Regions from separate parts of the Mus musculus genome. Here region 2 is linked to region 1. The links are chromatin contacts, called in public Hi-C maps. All regions are on one chromosome and are shown on one strand. The core of a region is the stretch at or near the end of the contact, and the rest is flanking DNA. Distances in the headings are between cores, read along the strand shown.

Region 1 (3,908 bases), core at 956-3,455:
TCACTCACTGCTACGGAGAGAGAGAGAGAGAGAGAGAGAGAGAGAGAGAGAGAGAGAGAGAGAGAGAGAGAGAGAGAGAGAGAGAGAGAGAGAGAGAGAAAGAGAGAGAGAGAGAGAGAAAGCCAAGTCCACAGTGACTAAATCAGACATTTTAACCAAGTGCGCAAACTTTATGTCACCTGTAGAGTCTGCTGGCCTTTGTCTGCCTCTAGATGAGTAAGCAGCAAACAAAAAGACCGCTCTGTTACCCTGAAGAAGAGCGCACTAACTAGAAGGCAGCAGTGGTGATAGGGGCAAGACAGGTATGAAAAACTGTCCGTGGAGGGGGGTGTGGCTGGGTGGGAGAGCTCTCAAGAAAGGTGGCCGAAACGGTCTAGGTCGGAGCATAGCCCTAGGGTGGAGCTAGCTTCACAGGAGGGAATTCTCCCCAGGGTTATCTGAGCCAACTGGCTGAACGGGAACACCAATGCGCCTTGCCTTTAAAGCAAATCAATAGTTACAGAGTGGGAGTGTCGATGCGGAGAGGCAGCACTCTATGCATAAATACCGAAGTGCTTCCGGGTAAAGGACCCGGAGAACGTATGGCGTAACTTTAAAACAAAAAAACTGAAGAAAGGGCTATGATGTAGCTCAATTGCCTGGTGCTTGCCTAGCATTTTATGAAGCCTGGAGACTGATTCCCCAGCATCGACAAACCCAGCAAAAGTAGCAATCACCTATAATGCCTGCACACTAGACAGGCAGGAGGGTCAGAAATTGAAGGCCACTCTCAGCTGTATAGTAAGTCTGAAGCCAGCCTGGGCTACAAATAGGGAAGGAGGGTCCTTAGAAAAACAAGCCATCTTGCCTACATCTGGGTCGCTGGCTGTTTTCTTCATATTTCAAGTGTACAAGTCGGGAAGTGCAAAGATATCTTGACATGACTTTTCATCGCTGATTGGACCCAGTAATCTGGGATACTCCAGCAGCTTAGATGTGACAGTTTCTCCCCAATTTCTCTTTAGCAGGGCACATGGCTCTACAGGCTGTCTATGTTCTATGCCTTCCTAACTATCTCATGCACGAAGTACGATTCTTTTTTGGTCCCTTCAAGCAAGCTTTTGAGGTGGGCCTCCGTGTTCGACACTACAGCAGAGCCTACTGGAAGACACTGAACACACACAGTTTTGCTATGTACATATCTATAGCTCCTCACCGACATGTGGACGTGGCTTTTGAATTCTGCACATTTGGTGTCTATGACATCCATTGTGATCTTGAGGTGGCAGCACTAATCCCTAACTACAGCAATCGACCCACAGCGATTTTTCCACAGGAAACTATGCCTGTGTGCAAAAGCTCTTTTGTCAGTGACTGGAAAGAGAATTTTAAAGGTGGTAAATGGAAAGGAAACCATTCAGCCCTGCTTAGGAACTAGGAAATGCTACTTAGCCATCTGTTAAAACCAGAAAGGGAAAACACGTACACTGCCTTATTTTCTGGTTACCTCTCTGCTTCCTGAGCAGTTCTTGTCTCTCGGATGAAATAACGGCCACATGTTTCTGGCTCTATGCTTTTACCTTTATTATTATTATTATTATTATTATTATTATTATTATTATTATTATTATTATTTTCTCCCTAAATTCAAGCTAAATTTACTCTTAAAGGTTTATCATGAGCCAGAATAATCTGATGGTACTCTACAAAGATAAGATCTCAGGTTGTTTCGAGCACAAATAATTCCCCCCAAATGATATGAAGTCAGTACATATAATGATGTCTGCCTGCAGGAGAGCACGGGAGCCAGGAATGAATTATGACCAACTGCAGAAAGGAACACACTAGTCAAGGCACTAAAACTTAATGAGAAGAGAGTCTTTAAAGTAGCTAAAACCGAAGAGAAGGTGCACAGACCATTATTGTAAATTTAAAATCCTGCGTACTCTTCGCTCATAAAACTTCTGAAATGCTGTTAAAAACACACGCGCGCACAAAACCACGCAATTATAAATCCTCTGAAGCATGTAACTGTGATTAGCTGCTCCCCCGGGCAATTTAAAAATACTACCGCCACAATCACATTCCAGCCTGTAATGTAATTCAAAACAAACAAGTCGGAGACAGCGCTCAAATGGCAGAGTCAACAAACACAGCCGCTTTGCATCAAGGACTTGAACGCGCTGAAGAAACTGAGGCTGCGCTGGCACTGGCCTTGTGGTGGAACAGCGAGGCCCCCTTCTGGGCAGAGAGGCACACTGCGCCCAGGACGGCGCGGAAAAGCCGCACCTTGCTCCAGTGACCCTTATCAGAGATTTTGTTGAGAGGTCAAATTTTTAGATACTCAATTTAAGCTTCATCATCCGCATTTGAAAAGAGTAATAGCTTTGTTATTTCGGATTCAATGGATCATTTTATGCAATCTTGTAACCATCATTCCTGCATTCTTATTCCGACCAGCAACTGGTTCTAACTGGGGCGTTGGCAGGGGAGGGGGTGAGGGGGAGGGCTGGTGGTCCCTACATAGCCCAGGCCTTGAGTTCATGATTCGTTTGCCTCGACTTCCCCAGTAGTGGGGCTGCAGTGTGCACCATTATGTCCAGCAGTAAGTGTCATCCTCCAGCAAATTATATAACGGACTATTTTCATTTCTCGCTCTGAAGAATATAAGGTCTTTGTTCTGAGAGTAAGGGAAGAAATGGACGTTAAAGGAGTAGTTGCTCCATGGTAAGGAACTACTCCACTTTCAATTTTCTCCTTGAGAACTTTTATGTGTGTGTGTGTCTGTAGTAGAATTGTGTGCACATGTAAGTGTTGGTACCCACAGAAACCAGAAGAGGGTACTGGTTCCCCTGGAACTGGAATTAGAGATTGTAAATTGCCCAGAGGTGATACTGGCAACCAAACTTGTATCCTCTGGAAAAGCAGTATTTATTTTTAACTCCTGAGCCATCTGTCCAGCACTCACTATTTAAAGTCTATTCCTCTTGAAAGAGGGCAATGAATAAAACTTTATTGTAGCAATATGCTATGATATTTCTAAAAACGACTCAAACACTTGCTTTATAAGCATCTGTTTTATCTAGATACTCTTTAAAATTGTTCTAGGGCTGGGGAGCTATCTCAGTCAGTCAAGTGCAGGAGGACCTGAGTTCAAGCTCCAAAATTCACATTTCAAAGAGAAGAGGGAGGGAGGGAGGGAGGGAGGGAGGGAGGGAGGGAGCATGGTGGTGCATGCCTGTAATTCCTGTACTAGAGGCCACAGGTGGAGCCCGGGCATTCCTGGACAGCCTACCTAGCTGAATGGTAAATTTCAAGAAATCTTCTCTTTCAAAAAAAAAAAGGCAGGAAGGAAGGAGTGGTGGCCCTGCATCTAAGGAACAGCACCTGAGAGTCGCCTCTGCCTCACACCCACATGAACCCTGGACATGCCTGGTCATTCATATACAAAGTCAATACAAGTCAGGACAAGCCCGAGGAGGTGCCTGTGCTGTGGAGTCCGGTGCAGGACCTGGTCTGAATGCACTCAGTAAAATGTCAAAGCTTTCTCTCTTTCTTCTACTTCCTGTTTTGATCTTGATCAATCTTCCAGAGATTTGTCCCTTTTTGTTTGGCATGTGTAGGTGTGTCACGGTGTCACGTGTGATGTGCCTGCATCTGGGTTGACGTATGAACACGTGACGCCTAAGGATGACACCAGGTTCCTCCTAGATCTCTCTTCACATGAATTATCGAGGCAATATCTCTCATTTGACCCCAGAGCTTGCTTTGGGATCTCGGAAGCCCATCTCTGTTTTCCAAGCACTGGAATCACAGGCAGGCCACCAAACCACCCACCTGGCACTGATGGGGACCCAATCCTCATGGTTGCATGGCAAGCATTTCACCACTTGGCCCTCTTCACAGCCACAAAAAGCTTCATTAAGCCA
Region 2 (3,908 bases), core at 511-3,010, 160 kb before region 1:
CATAGTGATGATATGGTCACTGCTGTCAGTAACTCACAGTCACTTCATATGATGCAAATGTGCAGGCTGTTCTCAGATGAAATATATAGGCATGGGCTCATGCTGACCAACAATGTATAACTATCCTATGGAGTCTTCAGTATTTGGAGTTAAAAATAATCTAAATATTTCAACAGACAAACTCATTATCAAAGTAGTTAGACTATATAATTCAAGGAATCATTTCTAACTATCCTTAAATTCTTAAAACTAAATAAGACTTCTACCCCCAACAGCACAGTTTCCCATCTCCGGAAGCTCCCGCTTGCTCTTCTGTTTTTATTCAATCCCATGAGTTCTAATAACAGTTCTCCCTGCTGCTCAGGGTAGAAAACTTTCTGTGTTAGGCCTGCAGCAAAAACTCTTTTAAATTTTCATACTCATCAAAGTCACACCCTTTCCAGTTTTGAAGTCTCTTTTTGCCCTGTCACTGATGGGGAGTGCCTTGAGCTCAGTTCCCAATGACCTGCAGCTCTTCAAAGGCTGGTCCCCTTCTGCTCAAGAAGAAAGTGCATCTTGAAACCAAAAGGTTCCTACATCACCTGGGTCTGCTAGCTTAGGATGCAGTAAACAAAAGACGAATAGGGGTTCTTGCTCATTATGGAGAGAGCTGGGGAAAATGGAGAAAACCGAAGCCGTTTCAAGGATGTGACTTATATCAAAGGTCTTTAACATGCCTGGTCCCACTGAAAGTAGCACCTAGAATTGTCTATGCATAAATGGAACTTTTGGAGTAAGTTGGCTTCCCAGGGGGATCATGGGAAATGTAAGACAGCCATTTAAATTGGATCCTTCCTCTGGCATGTGATGAAATCAAACCCTGGGCTTCCTGCTGGTGGGTCTGGGCAGATGTCTCTAAACACAACCTGAGGAGCAAACTCTGGAGTGCTTTTTTTTCCTCCTTCTCCTCCTCCTTTTATTCTCTGTGTTGTTGTTGTTGTTGTTGTTGTTGTTGTTTCTTCCTGTTCTTAAGTGTTGATTCTAGGCTGTCCAATTGATTCTGTTATTTTGTTTTGTTTTTTCAATTTGAGTTGCATGGGTGGATGCATGGATGGATGGATGCATGGATGGATGATGTAGCTATAGTACAGAATGTCTTGGTTTGCCTTCTAGGAAAGCCATTAATAGAGTTGTACTGCACTATCGAAGCACTGGAAAGGAGGCTCTTCCTGTACCATAAGACATGCTATTTCCATCTAATGTATGGATGAAGAAAAGTTGCTGGGAAATGGATGGCATTAAAAGCTAGGGCATTTTAACGAAGAAATTCAATATGAATGCTACTTTAAACATTATTCCCATCTCTTTATCAACCACACCACCCTGAATGCACCCTATCACGTTTGATCTCAGAAGCTAAGCAGGCTCTGGCTTGACTAAAGTTACTTGCACCGCTGTCTTCTGTCTTTTCAAGGCTGCATTTTAGTTGGGTCCGTTTGTATGCTTATCTCTAAAGCCACTGTTTTATTGTACACTGGGACTGCTGACTGACATCTCAAACCCAAACAATGGATCTTTATTTGCCATCAATAAATTCAATCTTGATAGATTTAGCCATTTTTCTTGCACGGTGATTTTTCAATTTCTGCCTGAGTTATTGAGCTCTCAATCCAAACAAAATCTTCTGCAGATGCCAAGCAAATAAAAATGGAACAGTTACAGCTGAACGAGAGGAGGAAGGGGGGTCCTCTAAGATGAACGACCAACATAAAATTCCCCATTTCATCTGCAGTTTGTAGCAGATTCTTGCCCTGTGTGCTTACCATTTTGCATATGCTAAAATATCAGAAGGGAAAAATTATGTTCTCTTAAAAAACAAAGTCTGGAACCTATCTGCTTTGTTTCACCACAAACTCTTATAAAAGTGTCAACAATAGATAGAAACATTGAGATAACTCTTCACTTTCTCTCTTTAGGACAGCTGGGGGTGGGGCTGTAAATCCTAAGATCTTATGATTGGCTTTGATGACACTTTAACCTTTGCTCTTATTTTCACCAAATAAGTATATAAGTAGAGGGCACAAAAACTCACACCTTTAAAATGTACGACTTGCCCATAACTGGCTATTTTTTGAAAGAATTGTGTCAAAGGTCTTTGTTATTTTTTGTTTGGTTTGTTCTCACAACAAGATCCCGTGTAACTCAGGCTGACCCCAAATTCGAAAGTAGCCAAGGAAGACCTCGAATTCCTGATCCTGCCGTGTCTGCAGTTCTGGGGTGATAGGAAGGCACCACCAGGCATGCTTTCTGCAGAAGTCGACATTCTTGAACTCTCATACTTCAGGATAGGGTGTTTTTCAAAGGCTTTTTGTTTGATTATTTTAAAAGATGTATTCATATTTTTTTATGATTGCCTACGTGCATGTGTGTGTGTGCCACATGTGTATCTGATGTTTTCACAGATGGCAGAGATATTCAGAGCCCCTGGAACTGGAGTTCAGGATGGTTGTGAGCTACCATGTGGGTGCTGGGAACCAAGCCTAGGTCCTCTGCAAAAGCAGCCAGTGCTCTTAACCACCGAGCCTCTCATCCAGCCCTATACCTACTTTTGAACTTCCCCTTTTGTATGAAGTCTGCATTACTGTTTTGTTTCTCGAAAGATTTCTGGCTCCGAAGGCCCGGCAAGGAAACAAAGGTGCCGGGCTTCAATTATCTGCTCTTATTCCTGAAGACCTTGTAAACTGAGTTTTTAATATGCTGCTGTAACTTAAAACACACGGACCTTTGTATCTGGAGTCATTGTTAAGGTTCTGGGTACAATAGTGTCATGAGGACACGGAACTATTTCATTCCTCTTTAGATACACACACACACACACACACACACACACACACACACACACACACACACACGTGCTTTTAAGCCCTGTCAACTGGAATAAACCTTGATAACCCCTCTGTGTGTTCTCATTCTCACCTGCACCTAGGAGTGTCTACAGATGGAGATGATTTTTAAAGTGTGCGCTTTAATGAGCAACTGAGGTCCTAAATATTCATCACTTCATACGTAAATATTCATCACTGCAACATTAAGTGCTGTGTGGTGGTTCTGCTTTTTATAATTGGGATTTTGTAAGTAAATGAAGAAGGGAAGGGGGAGGCAGGTCTCTAGTGAGTGTAGCTAGAGGGGTTCATAAAAGCTTGAGTCCAGTCAGGCTTTCATCCCTTGAAAGCAACTCTACCAGCATGTTGAGACACATCAATAGAACTGTGCTTTCTCAGGCAGAATTCAAGAGGCACCATACTCCTATGGGAAGAACTCAGTACCTTATATTTTCATCCATACTCTTTGGGGAAAAAATCACTAAAACATTTTTTTAAAGATTAATCTTCTCCTCAGTGCTTCTTTTCCAGCCTCTCCTGGTCATTAGCATGCGTCTTTTATGGTCTTAGATGGCAGAGAAAATCAAAAGGTGCCATGCTTAAAGCATGGAGAGAGAACCTAGGATAAAGCCGAGGCAGAGAGACTCATGGTCTAAGAGAGACCTCGAGTTGACAAGAACAAGGTGTATGGCTGAGATGGCTGAATGGTCTCAAGGTCTAATCCTAAGAGTTAGGGATGGTATAGGCTAACAAGAGCCATTGCGCTTGTGTCTTCCGTCCCCAGCATCAGCTGTAATCAACTTGGACAAGGTCCCTGCCCTCCATTTGAACAAGACTTCAAGAGATGCTTCCATCCCCATTTGCCTTTTTAGCAGTGTTGAGTGAGTACCACGGACCGTTCTTTCTCTTTATTCCCATTGTGGGTGCCCTTGGTACTATACTCTCTCTTCTCATCTCCCTGGCCCCTTTCTTTACTGAATCCCGATTGCAAACTGGCCTTTGGCCACCCAGTCATTAGTATGCAGTTTGTTAAGGTTCAAGGTTAGA

Evidence for each region. Hi-C and Micro-C count contacts between places; a contact is called where the count stands out from the background.
Region 2: a Hi-C map of uterus shows a contact between it and region 1, with 2.9 times the contacts expected there. The contact joins two enhancer-like sites. A contact is called at or near these places in 10 of 484 Hi-C or Micro-C datasets (cerebellar granule neurons, cerebellum, cortical neurons and 5 more), 2 of 115 datasets of contacts at active chromatin or transcription factors (the SCID.adh cell line and embryonic fibroblasts) and 2 of 9 other capture datasets (adipose tissue and pancreatic islet).

Annotation. Positions count from the first base shown.
Region 1 is chr10:13,563,153-13,567,060 of GRCm38.p6, reverse strand. It overlaps Adat2 (adenosine deaminase, tRNA-specific 2), which reads right to left. Exons shown (of 6, transcript NM_025748.4): 6 at 3,685-3,908. Among named protein-coding and RNA genes, the nearest start is that of Pex3, 12 kb to the right of the region's middle. Within about 2 kb of position 2,205, at least 26 of the 459 cell types and tissues checked have an H3K27ac peak or open chromatin away from gene starts, as enhancers often do. A contact at or near this core is called in uterus, where this site is marked.
Region 2 is chr10:13,720,968-13,724,875 of GRCm38.p6, reverse strand. The region is part of intron 3 of Aig1 (androgen-induced 1); the gene reads left to right. Among named protein-coding and RNA genes, the nearest start is that of Aig1, 150 kb to the left of the region's middle. Within about 2 kb of position 1,760, at least 1 of the 459 cell types and tissues checked has an H3K27ac peak or open chromatin away from gene starts, as enhancers often do. A contact at or near this core is called in uterus, where this site is marked.